Linked DNA regions of Mus musculus: all the other regions are linked to region 1. Evidence: chromatin contacts called from public Hi-C and promoter capture Hi-C data. All regions are on one chromosome and are shown on one strand. The core of a region is the stretch at or near the end of the contact, and the rest is flanking DNA. Distances in the headings are between cores, read along the strand shown.

What was found. Promoter capture Hi-C pulls out the DNA fragments that hold promoters and counts their contacts. A called contact is a pair of places that touch in the nucleus more often than the background predicts.
Region 2: a promoter capture Hi-C map of second pharyngeal arch cranial neural crest shows a contact between it and region 1, with 2.7 times the contacts expected there. The contact joins the promoter of Fign here to the enhancer-like site in region 1. A contact is called at or near these places in 5 of 39 promoter capture datasets (frontonasal cranial neural crest, liver, maxillary cranial neural crest and 1 more), 7 of 484 Hi-C or Micro-C datasets (the N1E-115 cell line, cerebellar granule neurons, cerebellum and 4 more), 7 of 115 datasets of contacts at active chromatin or transcription factors (craniofacial prominence, embryonic forebrain, embryonic hindbrain and 4 more) and 2 of 9 other capture datasets (adipose tissue and liver).
Region 3: a contact with region 1 is called in a Hi-C map of cranial neural crest, with 2.8 times the contacts expected there. The contact joins two enhancer-like sites. A contact is called at or near these places in 6 of 484 Hi-C or Micro-C datasets (the N1E-115 cell line, cerebellar granule neurons, cranial neural crest and 1 more) and 1 of 115 datasets of contacts at active chromatin or transcription factors (craniofacial prominence).

What each region holds. Positions count from the first base shown.
Region 1 is chr2:63,853,085-63,856,157 of GRCm38.p6, forward strand. No RefSeq gene overlaps it. Among named protein-coding and RNA genes, the nearest start is that of Fign, 240 kb to the right of the region's middle. Within about 2 kb of position 1,532, at least 5 of the 459 cell types and tissues checked have an H3K27ac peak or open chromatin away from gene starts, as enhancers often do. A contact at or near this core is called in heart atrium and second pharyngeal arch cranial neural crest, where this site is marked.
Region 2 is chr2:64,096,639-64,099,711 of GRCm38.p6, forward strand. Fign (fidgetin) reads right to left here and starts at 1,400. Exons shown (of 4, transcript NM_001267846.1): 1 at 1,204-1,400; 2 at 257-426.
Region 3 is chr2:63,701,264-63,704,336 of GRCm38.p6, forward strand. No RefSeq gene overlaps it. Among named protein-coding and RNA genes, the nearest start is that of Gm8541, 130 kb to the left of the region's middle. Within about 2 kb of position 1,673, at least 122 of the 459 cell types and tissues checked have an H3K27ac peak or open chromatin away from gene starts, as enhancers often do.

The sequences.
Region 1 (3,073 bases), core at 282-2,781:
ATAACAGATATTGATAGAATAAAATATAGGCAGAGGTATGTTATCTCATGCTTTCTATATCTCACAAAAAACCTTGGATTTTCCCAGGTGGGTAACAGCATTTATCGGGAGGGGTCATTCCTATTACATCAGTTTGACATAAGGAAGATGTTAAGAATTCAAAGATCTAAAAATAAACCTTCACTAGATAATGGAGTGCTGAAGGAGTGAGACAATTATGTAGAGCAATCACCCTGAGCGTTTGTAATTAACAATCAAATTACTTCCCCGAAGTGTCCAACAAGAGAACTTTTGTTGAACATTTCTATACGTGCCAAACTACCCCAAAGTAATTGCGGAAATCAGTGAACTGTGGCGCGTGTCATCGTTTCTGAAACACCATGGCCAGTTTGGCGTTCACTGAGCTTCTGTCTGCCTCAGTAAGCCCAGCTCAGATCCCTACAGTAGGGATTGACAGCAGATCTCTAATCACACAAAGCGTATTATTTACATTTTTGATACATTGCACTACATTACGTTCTGTCCTGTCCCATCTCATCACCAGGAGACAGAATGCTGGATAACCTCAGGTGACATGATGACAGGTCTCTCCTGGGAATGCATGTGCACATAGCACAAACCTTTAAAAATCAGAAGGTAGACAGAAGAAAGTACTATAAGTTTGGGTCCTAAAAAGAACTCTGAAGCCTTCCAGTGGTAACATTTACCATATCATTAAAAGCCTTGGTTCTTTGGTGATAACAGCATCATAGGACCCTGCATGGTGAGGCCTAAGCTTATGGAATACATATGTTAGAAGCAGTTTGTAAGCAATTTTAAATGTGCTACTATGGTTAAAGTGGACCACAAAGAGCACATTGTGCTAACACTCAAAGAAACAAATATACTTAAAAATAGACTTCTTAAAATAAATCAAACTCTCACCTCTCTCTCTCCCTCTCTCTCTCTGTCTCTCTCTCTCCCCCCTCTCTCCCCCTCTCTCTCCCTCTCTCTGTCTCTCTCTCGCCCCCCCTCTCTCCCCCCTCTCTACCCCCTCTCTCTCCCTCGCTCTCTCTCCCTCTCTCTCTCCCTCTCTCTCTGTCTCTCTCTCCCCCTCTCTCTCCCCTCTCTCTTCTCTCTCTCTCTCTCTCTCACACACACACAGACACACACAAAGACACACACAGAGAGAGAGAGAGAGAGAGAGAGAGAGAGAGACTATCACATTGTTTCAGAATCCACCATTATCAGCATAGCCTCACCATGGGTTGCCCTCACTGCTGAAATTTAGTTGGCAGAAGGACAGTAATCTGTCCTTGCTCTAGAGACTGGCAGGTGTCACTTTGGGCAGTGTGGGATATGAGTGACAGATATTTTTTTCCACAGAAGAAATGACAATGTGGCAATTCAAGAGTCCCTCTGGGATTTCCCTGGTCACTGGTGGGCAGAGCCAGGGCAGGGCAGACGGCTATGCTAAGGCAGGACCTCTTGTGTCTGCTCCAGGCAGCTGCCAACTCTGAGCATTTTAAATAATATTTCTATTAACAAGAGTGTGCTTCTGCTTTGATGGAAGGATTCAGAAAGCTGCTCTCCAGTCTGTCTGCTGGGCACTAAACTGTTCTAATTGCTTCCCTGTGCTTTATTCAGAAATCTGGTAAATGCTGCTGACTTCAGTGGGAAATTACTCACAGATTGAGCAGCTTTGAGCCTACAGACATTGATGCAAATTAATATAAGCTAGAAGTTTATTTTCCTCTAACTAACATTACTAGAGTGTTATTTTTTATTTTTAAATCTTCCTTCAGAAGGTATGTTCAGACATAATAGAAACTAATAGAAAACTGCAAAGAAGCAAAGAGGGCCAAGAGAAAACCATTTCTATTTTGCATTTGGACATAATTGGGAACTTTTATGTTTTCTTAGCTTTCACCTAATTTTAATATGGCTTATAGAGAAATAAATTACAGAAATGTAAGATAAAAATAGTTGTAAATTTTCCAATATATTTAGGCTATATAGTTTTTAGATTCACCTTCCTATGTGGTATGCTAGAAAGAAATCTTTAAGATATACAACTCTGGATGCAATAAAAGATTATATAAAATGATTAAGAGCAGAAAAATCTGTTACTAATTCACACAGACACACATGCACACACACACACGTATCATTCCATAATTTGTAGATGTGTTTAACATAGAAAGACCAAATATTACTTATCTTGTAAATTGTCATTCAAAATTGTTAGTGAAACTATTTTGTAATACTTTTAATAGTTGTGGGGTTTCAATGAACTAGGATACTTCTTATATCAAATCTGAATTAAACTTAACTTTTAAATATTGCAACAAAAATATTAAAATTTTACTTTGCATTACTAAATCAAGATAACCTTATCCATTTAGCTTGCAGATTTCACTGAAGTTCACTCAAACTAAACTGACATGAACAGGCCGGGTTTTATTTTTAAATTAGAAATCTCTAGTGTGACTGTTTAAAGGGGTGATTATATGCAATGATATACAAGCAATATAAATACTCGGCTTCAGTTACAGGGATACTTATATGCTTTCATTTTCCAATAATTTCCTCCAGACCACTGCCAAAATATTACCTTGCAAAATTAAAACGAAAACCATATGTTGATTAGAGAAAACATGGAAAGCCAAAGCGCATTTCAACATTCACTGAAAGAGTTAACCCGGAAACCTCTTCCACAGAGAAGGAAGGGTATTCACTCAATTTGACTTTGGAATATGTTGCTTCACATCTTTTTCCAAATGGTGTTTCAATTTTTAAATAATTACCTATGTTAAATAAATTGCACCATGCAATATCAATTCGTGCAAGTGGCAGGATTTGAAATTGGTATTTGAGTCTAAATTTAAGATGAGGAATAAGATTTTTTTTTCTGATTAGAATAAAAACTTCTCCATTGAATCTGATAACATAGTGGGGGGGGGGACACATTCACAATTACTTTTTCCCCCTTCTTAGTAATGCAAATAAATTGTTCTCCTTTGGAAATCAAATATTTTCCTAACTGCTGTGTTTCTTTAATTAAACTGTATTCTTTATAGTGATCAGATATAAT
Region 2 (3,073 bases), core at 150-2,649, 240 kb after region 1:
TTAGAGCTAAAGCCAATGAAAGTGTCCGCAAATAACATATTAATAAAAACTGAAATGCATAAAGAAGTGAAAGCAAATACAAAAAAAAAAAAAAAAGCACAGTGACAGATTAAAATAAACAGACATAGACATGTTTAAAAAGAATTGGACATCATGAGCATCTGGTTCCCAAGCAGCCTCCAATGGTTTTTATCATGCTATTTAATTTGTCTTCCCTATTTAAATGCAAAGGAAGTAAATTCCAAAACTGACATACCATAAACACTGGTGCTACTGATCATTTCTTGCTGGTAGCACAAAAAGCTGAATTGGATTTCTCACAAGCAGGAATTCCAAAGGTTGCTTTTCATTAAAGCCACTTTTCCTCTCAGCTATCAAATGTCACTGCCTTGAAACGTGGGCCCTTTCGTCAGGTATTCATTTAACCTACATGCATATAATTAAGGGGGAAAGCAACATCAACAAAAAGGGGATCTCAGATCACAGGAGAAGAAAGAAAGGAAAAAAAGCACATGACCGGGAATACAAGTCCATGTCAATTTCACTCACTCCCATTGAAACTAACAAGAGCTCCGGGGAGGACGGTAATAGGATCAGTGGATTGTATATACCATTAAATTATACATCTTTCTCTCCCGTTCCTTGCCAACAATACGCCCACCACGCTGTACCCCCTCCCGCATGATGTGCTTACAGTTTTCTGCAACCGATCCTCTGACATTTTTCTCGATCCCCCAGCCACGAGATTGTAATTTAACCTCAACTTTTTGTGTGTGTGCAAGATTCTTATTTACACTTCTTATTTACTTAGAAGTTAGTTCCCGAAGAAAGTCTAGCCCCACCCTATGGCTCCGCTTTCTTATTTTATTTTTTTTATTTTTTGAGGTAAAAAGATAGTAGTGAGTAAGCCCAATATCGCGAAAAGCGAGATTCTTGCAGTCACGAACTCTTAATCCCATACTATTGTTATAACGATTAAGCTGCAGAAATATGCATCATAATGTTTCAGGGCTACTTTGTACAGAGAAATTAGACAGCAGGTTGGCGTACAAAATAGAAACGAATGCAAATTAAATTTACTGTTTACGGCACAACTCTGAGACCTCTTCTCACTACAGGTCTTGGATCTATCTATATTCTTTAAAAATAAAACAAAAACAAAAAATTTAAACAGATGGTAAAAAACTACGAAGCTCTCCTTACCTGGACGCGCAGAGCGAGCTCCCGATAGGTTAGCGTAGCATCGATCCGATGTGTTTGCTGATGAATGGAAGCTAGGGTTAAGTGAAGGTGCCTATGATTTGAAATCATTCCAAGTTTTTGAAGGGAAGACGGACTGCAGCCTCTGCCATGTTGGAATTTCAAACCCAAAACAGCTGCTTGGAAGGAGCCAGCATGCCAGAGGCTGAGCGCAGGCGCAGAGCGCCGCCGAGCCAAATTCAAATCACTTTCACACTAAGAGCCAAAGATCAGTTTTCAAAGGAGAGAGGGAGAAAGAGACGCAGGCGGCCGCGCGGCCGGGCGTCGGGAGGCAGTGGCGAGAGGCGGGCGTTGGAGCGCGGCGGGCCGGGAGCCCCGGGAGGGAGCGGCGGCGCGGGCCGGGACTGCAGGGGGAGCGGAGGCGGGAGGCGGCGAGCGGCGCCCGGCCGCGGGCGGACAGGGAGGGCGCAATGGCCGGCCGCCGGGTCATGTTACACGGCCCGGGCCTCGGCGGCCGCCCAGCCTCACAGCTGCGCTCCCGCGGCCCGGAGGGGGCCCCGAGGTCATGCCGGCGCGCGGGGACGCGGAGCCCGGCCCAGCCCGCGCGCGGGGAGCGACGCCCCCGGGGGAAGCGAGCCCCGCTGTCCACGCGCGATCGCGCGTCCCTGAGGGCCCCTCCCCGGTCCTCCGGTCACCACCGTAGCCTGGCCAGCCCTCCCTGCTGCTGCGCGCACGGGACGGGGACCGGGACGTGGAGCCGGGACGTCCCCTATCCCCGAGGCTCCCCGCACCAGTCCGAAAATGACTTTATCTGCTAGGGAGAGGCAAGTTGGGGAGGCAGATCAGCTTGAACCCACTTCACCGCCTCCACCTCCCCGGGAATAAATAAAAACCCTAAGTATCTAGGTGTGCGGTCCCCTCTCAAGCTCCCCCGGCTCCCCTCCCTACCTCCCCCAGGCGGCTCGGGCAGGGGAGAGCAGCGCCCGGGGGCCCACGGTGAGGGCTGTTGGTGCGCAGGCAGAGACCTGGGGCTTCAGCTTTCCCAGCCCCCCGCTATGGAGCAATCTGGGGACCCAGGAGAAGGAAGAGAGTCGGGGCTTTGTGGTGCTGGGAGCTGAGGAAGAATGAAATGTGCAGTTGAGTGTGTGGCTCGCATCCCAGGGAGCAGTGCCGTGCTGATTGTCTGTGGCTGAGATAGCCTTTTGTTCGCAACATAAGGTTTAAGAAACACACACACGTTTTCTGGGGTCTCTTGTTAGATGTAAATGTGCTGCATCCAGACGCTTACTATGCAGTGTAAGCTCAGTTGGTTTACTAATCACCCCGCCCCACCCCCAAACAATCAGGATCATTTGAATGGGAACCTCATTCAGACTTCTGGGCTGAGAGGATTGCCTTCAACCTATTTCATCCTAGACTAGCCAACCATCCAACTGAGATAATAAAGCAAACAATAACATTTGATCATGATGTCTACGAGATAATGTGCCCGGCAAAGTTCTTAAGGAATTGTAATGAGAGAAAGAGAGAGTTGGGCAATAATTTCTCTTCATTTTCATTAAATATGACTTTAATAGATAAATGGTGAGTTTATACTTTGGCCTGCTGGATGTCCAGTCCTCTATATTTCAACTAAGCTGAGAATGCAAGAGGCAAATTATGTATTCGACCAGGAGGCCATCTAGCTGAAAATGTTACTTTGAAGGTTGGAGCAGAAAATACACTTGTTTAGGAAGAATGTCCTTCCTCACTGTCCGCATGTCTGTCCGTATGTCTGCTAGCTTCTAGGCTGGAGCTTTAATAGACAAAACTCCAGCTCTCATAAAAGGCCAAACATATACTTAGAAATTCATTTCTTTCTTCATTTGAGATT
Region 3 (3,073 bases), core at 423-2,922, 150 kb before region 1:
TTTTGCTATTAATTATTACTTCAGCATTATTGTAAACCATTTTCACCATATAAATATTGCATTTCCCCATTTAGTTGAAAGCAGTTAATATATATATATATATATATATATATATATATATATATATGAAAGTTGAAATTTTATTATTATTGAAAATTAGCTTGTTTGTTCAATCTAAATCGTTTCCCTTCTCTGGGCTGTCAAGTGTAGACGCTGTCTAGCTGTGAAGAATTGCCCTGATTTGACTTTAACCTTAGATCAAACACTGAAACACAAGAGTAAATCTACTTAATTTCTGAGCAAATAAAAAAGTATCTAAAATTTCCCGAGCTGAAATGTTCCAATATATTTTCAAAAATCTATGATTGCACAGCAAATAGATAGAAATTTCTTCATAGATAGGAATTACCATAAACTTTGAGAAGAATTTATTAGTCTTAGGGCATAGGATTAGTGAAGAAAAACAGTGAAAAAAAAGTTGTTCGATTTGTTTCTGCCAAAGTCTTTAACAAAAAGAAAAATCTCTAGTTTAGAAAGAAGATTATATTTTCCACATCCAAAATAAAGAAAAGTTTACTATGCATCCAGTCACCTTGATTCCCAAAACCACCACGAGTAAAACACAATGCGGAGATGTGTCTCACATATAACCTTGCCCTTTGTCATTTTCGTAAACGAAAAGCAAATAAACAGCAATTGTCGCCACTCTAAAATGCACGGCCGCGCTCGGTGGCATTTATCCTTCCGCCTTCCCTCATTTATTATTGCGGGTAGACTGTTTGCCACCACCACTGCTGGGGAGGTCTGACACAGGGAGGGGAGGAGGAGTCGATGGACAGCGCCTATTATCTCTTCCCTACTCTCTCTTGCCCTTTTATGGCCTATAACTTCATTCAATCTACAGCTACATTTATGTCCCTTTTACAACAAAAAGGGTCATAATGCTGCCTCTGCTAATAGTGAAATTGTCTAATTTGTGCATCTTCTTTTAAGCCTTGGGACTGGTCTCCATCTCAAGTTATGCCTGGGTTTGTCCCATCAACTTTGAAAATGATGGTCCTGTTTAGGTTCTGCTTCCTGCCAGAACTGCCTGACTTCTGTGCGAGACCCTCAGGCAGACCAAGAGGGAGGAGAAACCTGGAGTGAACCGCGCAGGGACACCCAGAACATATCCAGAGCGCTTAGGGTGTCCCAGGAGATGGCAGGTTTGGATCCAGGGAGCTAGCTGCCGGTCAGCTGACATCCAGAGGGCCCCAGTGCAGGAATCTGAAGAATTTGCTTGCTCAGAAGATGAGAGCTAGAGGGACTCCCCATTCTGACCCCAGCGCGCGCCGGCTGGGGACCAGCAGGGCCTCCCTGCAGCTGCTGCCAGTGCTGTCCCCGCTGCCGCGCTGGAGACTGCAAGGAGTGGGTTGCTGGGCGGGCCTGGCAGCTGCTCTGCCTGGACTGCGGCCCCTGACATCTCTCTCTCTCTCTCTCTCTCTCTCTCTCTCTCTCTCTCTCTCTCTCTCTCTCTCTCTCTCTTTTCTCTGTTTCCCTTTTTTTTCCCTTTTCGCTTTGCCTGGTTGCATGACAACTACAAAGCAGAAAATGGTCCCCACAAACGGAGGAACCTGGAGTACAGTAGTTCGGGCTTCTAACAAAGCCAGACTCGCGGTCCTCCTGTCTCTTCTCCAGCAGCTGAGCTTTTCCCATCTCCTGCCGCTGCTGCGGTGCTTTGTCAGCCTTTCTCTGAGAACTCCCACATATTCTCCTCCTCCTTTCAAACTGTCAAAGATGCTTCACCCCCTCGGCACCCCACCCCCTACAAAAGAAGGGGGAAAACATGCTTTTTTGTTTGGTAAAAGTGAGGTAAAAATCTCGAAGAGAACTTTGTATTTGCAACTGAGATTTTACTACCATTTCTTTATTAGAAAACGAATCTTCAAGTCCAGCATAATAAAATAAAGCTCAAATGGATGAATATGGCAGGTTAGGGAGCAATTAGCTGCTAATTTGGGAGAGCACTTCTTGATTTCCCTGACCAGCCCATTCATGTTCCTTCCCTTCCTAAGATTTTCTTTCCTGTTCAAGGCTAAAAGCTGGCTATGATTCCGCTCATAAAAATATGTCACAGCAATTGGAATTTACCCTTTGACCTTCTACCTGCTCACTGCCACCTCTCCTCTACACACACACACACACACACACACACACACACAGAGAGAGAGAGAGAGAGAGAGAGAGAGAGAGAGAGAGAGAGAGTCAGTAGCCAGCTAGTTCACTTCACAGATGGAAGTGTTGCCAGTGAAAACTGCCTTTTGCAAAAGGTAACTCTTATAAAATTCTTAAACATGAATTATTCGCCATCCTCCATTTAAAAGCTATCTTGCATGTGAAATTTGTGGATCCGTCCAATGATCCTATTTTATATTTTACATGGTAAGCATAAATCCTCAGAGATTCTAGGGATGCAAACATACAGCAACAGTGAAGAGAGCAAGTCCAAAATGTATGGGCAGAGTTTTCTAGTTTTTCTGAGAACCCTCACCTTTCCAAATAGTTTGTCCCTGCCTTTGTGCAGTGAAAGCCCCATTACCAGCCTTGAGGAAAAAAAGGAAAAAAAAAGTGCTAAGTGTTTTGTACAATTTCTTTTTGTGTGCGTGAAGCTCAAAAAGCCAAGAAAATGGGCAAAATACTGAATCAGGCCACCAGGGCCAGTTCAAATGCACACAAAGACATTTTTACTGCATTATTTGAACTATTACTAAATAAAATGCTTTCTTCCGTTGAGTGTGGCAAAATAATAGTCTTCTCAAACGTGAATACTACTTGTTGGGAAAAGTTAGCAATAACTTAATATTTGGTTACAGAGCCATACCCTCTCTGATTAACAGCAATTCTTTGTCCTTACTGTGCATTCTGAAATGGTGGCAAACCTTTTAGTCAGGATTGGAAGCCCTTTTAAGATGTCCAAGCATGTCTTGAATCCAGATATTCAAGGATAAAATGAACAAGCTTAAACATTGTTTTCTTCTGCACACACTGACTAGAAATGAAGAATTGAAACAGTGTCTGGCAATTCATTACCAGA